Linked DNA regions of Mus musculus: region 2 is linked to region 1. Evidence: chromatin contacts called from public Hi-C data. All regions are on one chromosome and are shown on one strand. The core of a region is the stretch at or near the end of the contact, and the rest is flanking DNA. Distances in the headings are between cores, read along the strand shown. Region 1 overlaps Dlg2 (discs large MAGUK scaffold protein 2). Region 2 holds the start of Ccdc90b (coiled-coil domain containing 90B).

What was found. Hi-C and Micro-C count contacts between places; a contact is called where the count stands out from the background.
Region 2: a Hi-C map of granulocyte-monocyte progenitors shows a contact between it and region 1, with 4 times the contacts expected there. The contact joins the promoter of Ccdc90b here to the enhancer-like site in region 1. A contact is called at or near these places in 3 of 39 promoter capture datasets (the C10 cell line and pre-B cells) and 2 of 484 Hi-C or Micro-C datasets (granulocyte-monocyte progenitors and olfactory sensory neurons).

What each region holds. Positions count from the first base shown.
Region 1 is chr7:92,438,039-92,444,313 of GRCm38.p6, forward strand. Dlg2 (discs large MAGUK scaffold protein 2) reads left to right here. Exons shown (of 23, transcript NM_011807.3): 21 at 1-36; 22 at 4,566-4,657. Among named protein-coding and RNA genes, the nearest start is that of Ccdc90b, 120 kb to the right of the region's middle. Within about 2 kb of position 3,808, at least 65 of the 459 cell types and tissues checked have an H3K27ac peak or open chromatin away from gene starts, as enhancers often do. A contact at or near this core is called in granulocyte-monocyte progenitors, olfactory sensory neurons and pre-B cells, where this site is marked.
Region 2 is chr7:92,557,191-92,563,465 of GRCm38.p6, forward strand. It overlaps Ccdc90b (coiled-coil domain containing 90B), which reads left to right and starts at 3,959. Exons shown (of 9, transcript NM_025515.3): 1 at 3,959-4,445. The coding sequence starts at 4,346.

The DNA of each region.
Region 1 (6,275 bases), core at 2,558-5,057:
CATCTTCATAAAGCCCAAGTCTCTGGAACCTCTGATGTAAGTAGAGAATAAATCCCCATCTAGAACCCTGCTCTGAACACACAGCAAGCAACAGCAGTTTGTCATAAAGGCTTTCAGATAGGAATGCCAGTGCGATCATTAAGCATTTCCCTTTTTTAACATATAGATAATAGATTTATAAAGTATTATTTTGTATTATATTATTGTATGCTTATATTATTTTATATTGTTAAATATATTTACTATATAATTTTGTTATAAATATGTTATACATCTTATTTATAAATATTATTTATATATTTTATATTATCAGATATATACTTAATTGAATATATATTAAGCTTTTTGAGTCAATAACTCTTCACTACTTTACAAATTGTTTTCACCTTCACATTTTCTATTTGTTAGCAGCTTCATTTGGTCTAAGAGGTTTATGGAGGGATTGGGCAGTTATTTTAGTTTCCATTTTAGTTTTTATCAATCACAGAAGACTATCATCTTTGTATTGTTTCTTAACTTTGAGAACAGTTTCACAGGTAAATCTTGAAATGAGTTATTTTGTTTTTTATAAAGAATACAAAGAGTGTTTCAGAATTTTCCATTGACATTCCACATTGCCTTTAATAAAATTCTGACTCTGCCTTAAGACATGCAGACACTGGTTCTTCACAGAGCCTTCCCTAGGGACATGACTATATCCTTAATTCATCACTCCACATCTATATAAATACGTAAGCGTGGGAACAACATGGTTCTGATGTTGTTTCAAAGCATTTTCAAAGGTCTAGTAAAATACTTCTCTTCCAAACCAGTCAGCAAATTAGGCGGATATCCATGATCTGACAGTTCCCACACAGCAGTGAGGCTACTGTAGGGAACGGTAGCAGAGCAAAGAGGCAGCAAGCAGAGACATGAAAAGTGGACAATAAGGCCAACTTTTCTTTTAACCAATGATCCTTCATATAATCTTAGCCCGAGTTGCTTGAGCTCCACAAGGTTGAACAATGTCACAGAGGCTCATTTAGTCCTTAGTACATAGTAAGTACTCAGGAAATATTATTATTATTGCAAAATATACAGGGTTACTTTTTATGAACCACTAATTCAATGTGTTATCCTCATAAAACACATAAGCAGCTTCCTGGAGAAAGCCAGAGATGAGGTCAAGGCCTCTGTTACAAGAGCCTGGCTTCAGCACTGCCTCCAGGAGAGGCAAACCAAGCCTTGGGAGAATGTTGTTGGGCTGAACCATACACAGCACGCTGGAAAACAATGCTTATGGAAAGATGGTAAAAATAGAAGGTACTTATTCCCAGAGATGGAAGCCATTGTTTTCTGAGGATATCAGCTACCTGTTTGGTCTCCTCTGAGGACGAAGCTGCAAATTGAACCACAGTAGTTGGACTGGCAGCTGGGAGGATAAACTTCAAACACATAGTTGACCTCTGGGGAAATCATCAGAGTTGTATCCTAAAAACAGAGTACATCCCCAGAAGTAAAGGTAGACAAGGGTTTTTGACAAAACAGAAAAATAAAACTAGGAAGTAAATAAACATAAAGAACATTAACCCCAATTACCACATAGGAAATGTGTATTGATGATAAAATGGTGTTCTAACGGCACGAGTTAAACTTTTTCTGTGGGCGGTGTTTCATAAAGTTAGTTAAGTGACCACAATGTCATTATATAAACGTGATTTATAATCTGTAAACCGCTACACAAAGCCATGCAATGTTAATCTTATGAGAAGAAAAGTGGCACTCTCCTCTTGGGAACAGCATCATAAAAGCTCATTTCAGAAATAGAAATTAATCCACATCATAAACACACAAGAGAGGGATGACTTCCTAGGGAAGGAAAGCCTGAGGGACCAAAAGCAGTGGCACATTTGGTCCAGTGTGACGCTGGGAGACAGCCCATCTGGTGCTCAATGGAAGATCTACTTCCTTCCATAACTACCAGATGATTCATGCAGTTCTGCCTTAGGGCCCTGTCACAGACACTTATCACCAAGGAAAACTAAGCATGCCAAAGGCTGGATGCCACAATGAGGACAGTGTCCTTGGCATAATTTGCTGTAGCCATACCCATGGATCTCCACTGCAGTGATGCTGACACTCAGCCTGGTGCAATCTCATTACTAAAGGCTGTTTGTGGCTCACTCTTTCCTGGGGCTTTTACTTCAGGAGCAATGCTCTCTTGAATTGCCCATTCCCCAGGAAGGAGCAAAGCTCGGTCAGCTGGAACCAGAGCATAGCAGCTGTCACAGCAAGACAGTGACACACCATCACACACATTACCTCTCCTGTTCATCATCCACAGAGAGCAAGCACACAGCTGCCTCTGAAGAGGAACACAAATTCAAGGGCGTATGTGAAAGAGATAGTTTCATAATATGCTGCCTCCTGAACTTCTGTACCTACCCCATAGCAATGGGAAGTTTTCCTGTGTCTGAGTACCCTATCCCCATTAATGGTCTTTTGTGGCTTTGAACCCATGATGCATTGTGTGTTCCTCTACTGGCATCTATGACATAACCATATTTATTTCCCTCATTCACCACTTAGTCCTCCACTCACTCATTTGACAGTTATTGAATCAAGCTCATGTCATATGGTAATAAACAAGCCATAGGCTTCTCCCTCAAAGAACCTAAAGCTTAGGTATGAACTCTGTAAAATGTAATGAGAATACTTATAACAACAAAGGTTAGTGAAATCTTACTTTGTACTTCAGTTCTCAGTAACATCGAAACCCATGTCCAACTTCTTTCTTCACATAACCATGTTTCAGAAGGTACCAAGCTTTGGTATAATATGGCATGGTTGACTGTGGTTTAGAAAGGGGCTCAATTTTTTACTGTAGAACTCCTGATTACTTTATAGACAACCTTAAGGAAGCCACTTCTCCACTTCAAGCCCCCATAACTTGCACTGGGAAAGGGAATGACTAAGCCTAGGGATTCCAAACCTGGATCTCTGGTGTTCAAGTGACATACAAGGCCCCAATACTTTCAGAAATGTACCTACCCAGCCAATAAAAATGTCTTTTCATTTGATTGGACCTCTACTTTCAGTGCTAGAGGCTCTGGGAAGATAATACCAATATGGGGTTAGGAATCAATAAATTGATTTTAGAGAGAATTAGAAAAATATCCATTTTCCTTCCCACCTTCTTGTCCTTGAGACTAGATTACATTGCACTTTAGTTACCAGAAGATCAAACAACATTCTTCTATATAGTTAATGATAAACCAGGTTAATAGAAAAGACAGTCATAGCCGTAACTCCTTTATAATCCATTTTCCTACCTGAACAAAAAATCAAGCAGCCATCATGGTTTCTTTTTTTTGTTTTTACCTTTTAAATACATTTTAATTTACAAGTGGTAATTCTATGAGTTGATGGGATATGGTATAATATTTTGATTCATAAATACAAAATGTAATGGACAGATCAGAATCCTTGAACATTCTTTACTTTGAATCATTCTTGAGATCACACTAAATCCCTATTAACCACTTAAAATAGTCAACTATTTTCTGTCAACCACATTGACCCTAGAATAGTATTAAAGATTAGAGGCTATTCCTTCTATCTGACTGTACCCTTCACCCTACATTAGAGATCCTTCTAGACCAAGCTCCTCTATCCTAGTTCACCATTTGATTAAGTAACTCAGTTATAGTCCTATTTGGAAATACTGTGGTCCCAGCACTTTTGGTGACTCTGTATCCAGTGTATACCAGTCCCTCAGCAGACACTTGTGCTGTCATTTGGTCACAAGAACAGGAAGTCTAGAGTTCTTGTCACTATGGGCATGACTCAGTGTTTGTACAAGTTGAGTAGTTAGAGCTACATAACTCCTCTGGGATCTGCTCCACTCTGCATAATCCTCAGGAAGCTCTGTGGGTTTCTGCTTACCAGACTTGCATGGGGGGTGAACAATAAACCCTAAGAGGGATGAAAGCAAGATATTAATCCTTTTATAAAGGAGGAACCTGAGAAGAAACCAGGCTAGTTCTCTTGAGTATAGTGCTACCTAACAAACCCAGATATATGTTCATCTTTCCTCCTTCTGACCACTTCTGGAAGAGTGTCTTCAATTCATGCCCTATGTGTATTTTGGAGATGTGGAAATGTCCAACAAAGGAAGTTTGAGTTTAGAAATACAACAGAGAAGTCGTTGAAGGGCAGTTTGTTCTGATGAGGAGGAACCTCAAGGGACACATAGTACTCCATTTAAATACTCTAGGGCCTGCTGGAGAGGAAGTTTATAATCCTGCTCTAGGGACTGCAGGGAAGGAAACAGAGGCCACAGATGGCAAGGAGACAGGTTCTGCCTTGCCTCAGCCCTGTGCTGCACATGAAGCCTGTCCTCCAGGCGAGTGGGCACCCTAGCACCTAACCCTCAGCGGCTGAAATGGTTCCACCAATGGGTCGGTCCAAGATGAAGCCTTAACAGCTACGAGGATTAAACTCTGCCTCCTGTAGGGGTCATTGTAAAATTGTGGAAATTTGGTATACTCTCTTTGTGTCCTGATATCAAACCCTCATTTTCTCAGGGAGATGAATAAGCGTCTGACAGAGGAACAAGCCAAGAAAACTTATGACCGGGCGATTAAACTAGAACAAGAATTTGGAGAATATTTTACAGGTAAGTTTCCTTGGTGTCCTGGTACTACAAGAAAAGGCGATAAATTGCCTGATGCTGTACTTAGGATAGGCTCCATGCCTGATGAAGCTAGACCCCAAACCCTTCCAGGTGAGGCTGCCTGTACTCTTATCTGCCTTACCCACTTGGTTTAGAGCTCTGGATTCTCTCCTCTCTGAGTTAGCTCATTTCCAGTTCTCCACTGGCCCTAAACCATGAGCAGCAAATGCCCTGAGTTATCTCCTGCTATTAAGCATGCTACCTCATTAAACTGTCTCCCTGATATTTTCAGAAAACTTAAAAACGAATGTTTTAAGGCTCAAAATGAGCAGTGTCTACAACAGTTACTATCCTGCAGTCTCTGCCTTGAAGACCTCCAGACCTATCTCCTCAATCAGCATCGTGAGCAAAACCCACTTGGAGATGCTTCAGTTAACACTGTCTCAAGACTAATAATAGCTTTGATTTAAAAAAAAAAAAAAAAAACAATGTCTTTGGCAACAAGACATTTTGGGAATTTCTTGTGGATGTCCTGAGTTCCGTCTCCTTCTCTGCTCTGACAAAACACTGACTAAATACAGAGAGAAACCTGTCTTGGGGGAATTTAATTCACAGCAGATTCTTAATGATTGATAACAAGATACTAAGTATGAGGTGTAGCACAGTTAGCAAAGTTGCTTTCATAAGGCTCAGCGTTTGATCCCAGCGTCCTCCAAAATAACATTCAATACAACAACTTCCCTCATGAACCACTGGCATGAAATGAGAAGGAGATTGTTGCAGTTACCTTGACTACCAAAGTCACCATGAGCATAGCACTGTGTAATTACTTTTACTAGAGTTAATATTAAGGTTTCTCTTAGGAATGTGAGTGATTTTAAAAGAGCATTCGGGTGGGAAAAAAAATCTAAGGGCTGGAGAGATAACTCAGCAGTTAAGAACACTTGCTGCACTAGAGGACCCAAGTTGAGTTCCCAGGTGGGAAAATTAAGTAAAAAATAACAACTACTTGACTCATAGTTTGCACTTATGGGTAGATTACCATAGTGTGATGTGAAGATTGTTTTTGAAACATAATAATGTCAACTCTACTTCAATAATAATTTGTCTTGAAGCTCTGAGGGCCTAGGGATAGTGCTGATGTGTTTAGGAAACCCAGCTCCACAAGAGCATTTACTGAAGGAAGCGACAAAAGGTGTGCAAATCTTCAGAGAGCCAAGTAGCTTAGTCATTTACAGCTTGGTGATTTATAGCCCCTCTTATTTATGTTCCCTATCAGGTATTCACAGTATAAATAGTTCTGTGAGACAAAAAAAAAAAATCCTAATTTACCAAGTAACTTGGAGAAAAAATGGTGTTTCTCAGTAAAGTGAAAAGGTTAACTAAGCTTGTCCTTCAAAACTCGGATTATTTCCATATCTACAAGACCTGAATTTCTGTCTTAATTAAAGTATAGAAACTCTACAGCCAAACAGGGAGCCTCAGTCTGAAACCACTGTATCTTCTGCTCCAGTGCCTGGTTCAGAGCAGCCATCCATGAAACAATGTGTTGCTAGAATTGTGAACAAACACAGAAAGCGCTAAGATTGGGACACATTTATTACTGACCTAGGGCATGGAA
Region 2 (6,275 bases), core at 2,709-5,208, 120 kb after region 1:
TTTGTTTGTTTCAACTTCACTTTTTAGATCTTGGATGGTTTTGTTCAATTCCATCACCTGTTTGGTTGTGTTTTCCTGTAATTCTTTAAGGGATTTTTATGTTTCCTCTTTAAGGACTTCTACCTGTTTAGCAGTGTTTTCCCGTAATTCTTTAAGGACTTCTACCTGTTTAGCAGTGTTCTCCTGTATTTTTTAAATGAGTTATTAATGCCCTTCTTAAAATCTTCTACCACCATCATGAGATATGATTTTAAATCCGAGTCTTGCTTTTTGGGCATGTTGAGGTATCCAGGACTCGCCGTGGTGGGCGTACTGGGTTCTCATGATGCCCAGTGGTCTTGTTTTTTGTTAGTAAGATTCTTACATTTGTCTTTCGCCATCTGGTAATCTCTGGTGTTAATGTTCTAGCTGTCTCTGGCTGGAGCTTGATCCTCCTGTGATTCTGTTATCCTCTGTCAGTACTCCTGGGAGTCCAACTCTGTCCTGAGTCCCAGTGGTCAGAGCACTCTCTGCAGGCAAGCTCTCCTCTTGCAGGGCAGGTGTCCAGAATTCTGGAGCTCTGATCCACCTCCTGAGTCCTGGGGTCAGAGCCCTCCCTTGTAGGCCGACTCTCATCTGGCAAGGAAGGTGCCCAGGGATCTGAGTCTCAGCTCTGCCTCCCGGCTGGCTAGGGATGAAGGCCCAAAGGGACCCTGTCCAAGAAGCTCTGTTGCTTCTGTCGCCCACGTGCTCTCCAGTGATCACGAGGTCCTGGGTGTGCTAGGGGTCCTGCGGCATGGAGAGTCCTCTGAGGACCTTGGTGCCCTCTGCCAGGTTCACACAGAAGATGGCGGGACTGGCCCCGACTGGAACCCCTGTGGTCAGGTGGGGTTCCTTTGTCCCCGTTCCTACTGGCACAAGACCCTCCATGATTCTTTGGAGCTGATGTTGCGTTCCACTCACTTGTCATCCCAAGGTCCTGGGTGTGCTAGGGGTCCTGTGGTGTGTGCTGTGTGTCTTGATCAGAAACCTTCCCATGTTTTCCACATATGCGATCAAATGTTTAAACATGCTATGTCATTGTAGAGATGAGCCTGGACGCCCACCAAAGAAACCAGCAAGTATCTTTGCCTTCTGCTGGGTATTTATCACCGTGGCCCTGAATCAGCACTATTCCTCTCCCACTCACTAATGAGGTAATTTAGCACAAATTACTTGAAAACTGGAAAAGTAGTAATGGCTTTATTATATATGCGGTTGGCAAAAAATAGTACTTCTCTAAACTTGATGAGCACAAAAGTAAAAAGTAATAAAAGTGGTCTTTCATGATGATAAAATGGCACTCATTGCCTCTGCTAAGCTGCCAGCCTTTCAGTTATGGACAAACTAGCCTACTTCAGAGAAGCTGCATTTCCAATGCCCAGGCCACTTCACACCAGTGGCACAGGAAATGATGCTTTTGCCCGCATTGGTGAATACTCCTGGGAAGAGACTTAAATGGACTCTTAACTTATTGTGGCTCAAAAACTTTCAAAATTTCTTGAGTCTGCTGTATGAAACTCAAAATCTTTACTCATTCATTTTTCACCTCTATTTTCTCTAATTCTACCCAGTGTCCATGTATTCCTTTGCCCCATCTAAAGGTTTCTTTACCAAATTATGATCACTCACAGATTCATTTAATGCATATTTTTCAAAGGCTTGTTATGGGCCAGGCACCATGCTAAGCACTAGAGACTATAGCAATAGATGTGGTTACCACCCTCCTGAAGGACATAGATAAGCTCGTGACAGGAAAAGGTTGTGTTCTTAACTAAAGCACCAAATGTGCACATGGCATAAAGGCTTAATAAGGAGGCATTTCAACTGGGATCTGACTTTTATGAAGAAGTTGATCTAATACATTAGAAAATTTTCTCCAAGCTTCAAAAGCATTGTATGCAAAGGCCACAAATAAGAACGGGATTAATAACTTGTGCCTGCTCACTCTAACCCTCTCTTTGGGTCCTATTATCTCTGCTTACTAGAAATCCTTGAAAACATGTTTGAATCCTACTTCTCCCATCTTTTCTAAATTCTTTTATTAGTGTACATTCACTGTACACATGATGGGTTTAGTAATGGCATTCCTTTTCAAAAGTATAATGACTTTATGCTTGTTTAGTCCCCATTACCTGCTCCTGCTACTCTCCCCTTTCTCTTTCCTAATAGTCCCTCCCCTTCTATTTTATGCCTTACATATACACACCGCTAGATTGCACATATGAGGAAACACACGGGATGTTTGTATTTGTGTATCTGCCTTACTTTGCTTAATATGATACTCTCCCGTTCCCCCACTCCCACCCCAATGTCATGAATTTGATTTCCTTTTTTAAAAAATTATGTATATGAGTACACTGTAGCTGTGTTCAGACACACCAGAAAAGAGCATCGGATCCCATTACAAACGGTTGTGAGCCACCATGTGGTTTCTGGGAACTGAACTCAGGACCTCTGGAAGAGTAGTCAATGCTCTTAATGGCTGAGCCACCTCTCCTGCCCTTGATTTTCTTTATAACTAAATAAAACTCCATTGTACACATAATAATTCTTATTCATTTGTTGATGGGCACCTAGGCTTTCTCTATAGCTTGGCTATTGCAAATATGGCCAACATCCCACTCTCAGCTGGACTAGAAGATTAATTGTTTAAAAACTTACATGATACTAAGATATTACTGTTTCCTTATTCTCTACCTTCTCCTGTTTTTCTATTACAAGTTCTTGTGAAAAAATATAAAAGCAAAATTCTGGGCCTTTAGGCCCAGGCTTGGGAATGTGACTCAATGCTCCAAGGTATGCTAGTCATAAAACAGACATTCCTCTACCCACCGCTTCCTGGGTTCAAAGAGTGTTCATTCAAAGAAAGTTACCCTGACCCCCCCCCCCTGACCATTGCTGGAACCCGCTATGCAAATGTGCCATTGTTAGGGGCTCTTAGAAACTGTCTTGAGAGATAACCCGAACAATTACCAGGTATTCCTTGTGACTCTTGTGACTTTGCACTTCCTTTTGACTCTTAACTGGTATCTTTGGTATTTTCCAACAATGCCTTCCCCACTTCCTTGAGTTGTGGTTTCTTCCTTTAAATACCCCCTTACCCAGCTACTTGGGGCGCCAGGGACCTCTACCCCTGCGTGGTGTATTACTGTGGTCCCGAGAGCACTCTTGAATTAAAAGTCCTCTTGCAGTTTGCAGCAAGACCGTTTCTCATGCGTGATTTGGGGTGTCGCCTCTCCTGAGTCAGAACGTGGGGGAGTCCTCATGTTGTGGGTCTTTCACTTGGAGAGCAGAAATCCTTATAATCCCCACATAGCCTGGGAAAAAAATCCTGTACAGTAAGAACTTAAATTGTTGTTGGAATTCTTTCTTTGTTCTTCGAATTATTAATCTTTAAACCTAGCTGGCATTCAGATATTTCTGAAAATGAAATTGGAAAATATTTTAAAGTCTAGAGTGCTTCGCTTGAATACCAGGGACCCACCTGGCAGCCCAGGAGAACTGTCTCTCCTGTCTCTGTCCCTAGTACCCACGACAGAATCATTTTAATTTCCTTCTATGTGTAATCTACTAAAGTGCTTGCTGGTGGGAACCAAGTTTTGTTTTTAATGAGCTTCAGTGCTTGAAATGGTGGCTGGTGGGTAGCTGATTCCCACAAAGTTGCAATCTGGGTAAGCGACAGACTAGTTAGTACATTGCTTTCAAGGTTTTACCAGGTGGGGCAATGACTTTGGTAACTGAAGTTGGAGAATGTTAAATCATGAACAATGCCGACCCAGGAAATGGAGAATTTTCGTTTCCCTGAAGAAAAGGCCTAAAACAGTTGGTCCTCCAGTGCACCAGAGGGCCAAGCAGAGAGACGCGAAACTGCAAGTGTGTGATACGCTTTGGACTTCCACGGGCACTGGTCGATGCTACAACGCGGTCTCATCCCCACAATCCTCAGCAGCAAGGACTGCGGGTCCCATGATGCTATGCTGCTACGCTGGATTCGGTCTGGGAAGCTTGCTGCGGGACTAACTCGCCGCCCGCAAATGGGCGCCAGAAGGTTCTCCAAGACCCCGCTTTCTTAGGGCGGTAAAGGCGGGAAGAGATGGGAAAAGGGCGATGTGCTAGGGGGATAAGCTCTGAGTCGTGTTAAGTGTGGCTCTGTGAAGAGGCCTAGCTTTGTAGAAGAAAAACCTCTCAAGTAGGTGCTTTGGTGACAGACCGGAAACTACATTTCCCAGCATCCTGATGGTGAGAGGACTTCATTGTCCGAAAGCCTCAGCGAAAATCAACGCGTATTCCGCTTCCCCTTGCTGACCTGCGGGGCTCCGAGACTATGAGGAGCCGCTGGATTTGGCGGTTCCTGCGCCCTGACGGCGGCGGAATCCGCTGGACTTCAACTCCTCATGGGCGTCTGTCACCCGCCCTGCGGAGAGGTGAGACGAAGACTCGCTCAGGGAGAAGGTTCGGGCGGGTGTGCCCGCTCAGGCGTCCGCGAGAGTGACACACCCCCTGCAGGGCCCCGCCCACCCGCGCAGAGCCACCCGCGAGCTCCGGGGATGGTGGGTCTTGGGCGTTCCAGACAGGGTCTGGCTGGAGGGCTTCCTTCCTCCTAGACCCAGCCCCTGCGGACCTGCGCCTCCTCTCGGCTTGAGTTGGTGGGGGCGCGGGGCGGGGTTCCGTCTCCATTTATGAACTCTTAGGTAGTTTGCGGGTGTTCTGATTTACAAATCACATAGTAGGGTTTTGTTTTGTTTTTTAAGTGTCCTGGAACCTATGCGTTTCCAAACACTTTGTTAGTCTGTATATCCTGGAGAATATCTTACTTTACTCTGAGAACTATTTCCAAGGCTTTTTTTTATACTTGTGCTTTTCAGTTTTTCCGCCGTAAAAGGCATCCCAACCTCCACATTTCGTTCTTCCTGGATCTGTGTATGATGATAAACTGAGTTATTCAGTACCCAAAAACACTTCTCCGCCCTCCACACTTGTGTGGTTTTGTTGTTTGCCACTGTTTTGTTTTCACCCTGTTATTTAATTGTATTTGTTCCGCTGACTTTCAATCAAGGCTGCCCTTGCAAGGCTACTGTTTAGCTGCTAGAATTAGTCACATCTTTGAATCCATATTTAGGTAGTTATTATAAATACACATTCTGGTGGACTTTTCAGAAAAGGGTGGCGAGGTGGGTCCACTGGTAGAAACTTGTGCTGCACACAAGCATAACAACACAAAGTTGAACCCCCAGCCACTTCCAGGTTCAATAAAAGCTGCCCTATCAAAGACTTAGGAAGGGCATGACAGAGCAGGATACAAAGACCTCCTCTGTTCTCTCCTTAGGTATGTGTGCCCTCACACACAAAGGGGTAGCATTGTTTTGAATCTGATGAAATAATTCAAATCTCAACTTATCTGTGTACTTTTACCAAAAATATAACACCCCAGAAAAATGTTAATATTTTGGTACAATTTTCAAGTTATTCCACTTGAAGTCTGGTTACTCTTGAGGAAATCTTGTCTCCCCTTAAAATTAGTGCATGGTTTGTGTCCCTGTTCAGTGTAACAAGTATTTACTGCTTACTATAGACAAATGTCAATAGTCTAGCAAATTTGAAAGTTGGTCCTTATCCCATGGAAATACCACAGTATAGTTATTTTCAAGTAGATGGTGAGATGCAGAGGAAGCCGTGATTTGTCTACGTTTTTGTCGATGGTGCTGCAGTCTTCATTTGTTACTATCCACACTTAGCAGTACATCAGAAACACTACAGATGATTGATTCTTCTAAGTACAGATTGCCAAGCCTTATGACCAGAAGTACTGAATCAGTCCTCAGGTGGAGAGGAAGCATTTTTGTTAGTTCATTTAATTTGCCAAGATTCTCTGAAGCAACATATACATTATGCCACTAGACTATAATGTAAGAATATGTTCTTTGGAGTTGTTAGTTTGAAATGAGTTTCACTGTGTAATCTTAGCTGTCCTTGAGCTGAAGAGCGGGCTGGCCTTGAACTCACAGAGATCCACCTGTCTCCACCTCCCGAGTGTTGGGATTAAAGGCATGTACCACCACCTACTCCCTGAGAATATATGCTTTAATTCTTTGAATTTTTATAGAAAAATAACAAGCTGGTACCAGGCGAGATAAGTCTGCAGGCAGAGGTATTATTGCCAAGCCTGATGAGCTGGGTTTGGTCCTGGGACTCATGTGATGGAAGAAGAGAGCCAAGTCCTGAAAGCTGACCTCTGACCTCCACACATACTTCTA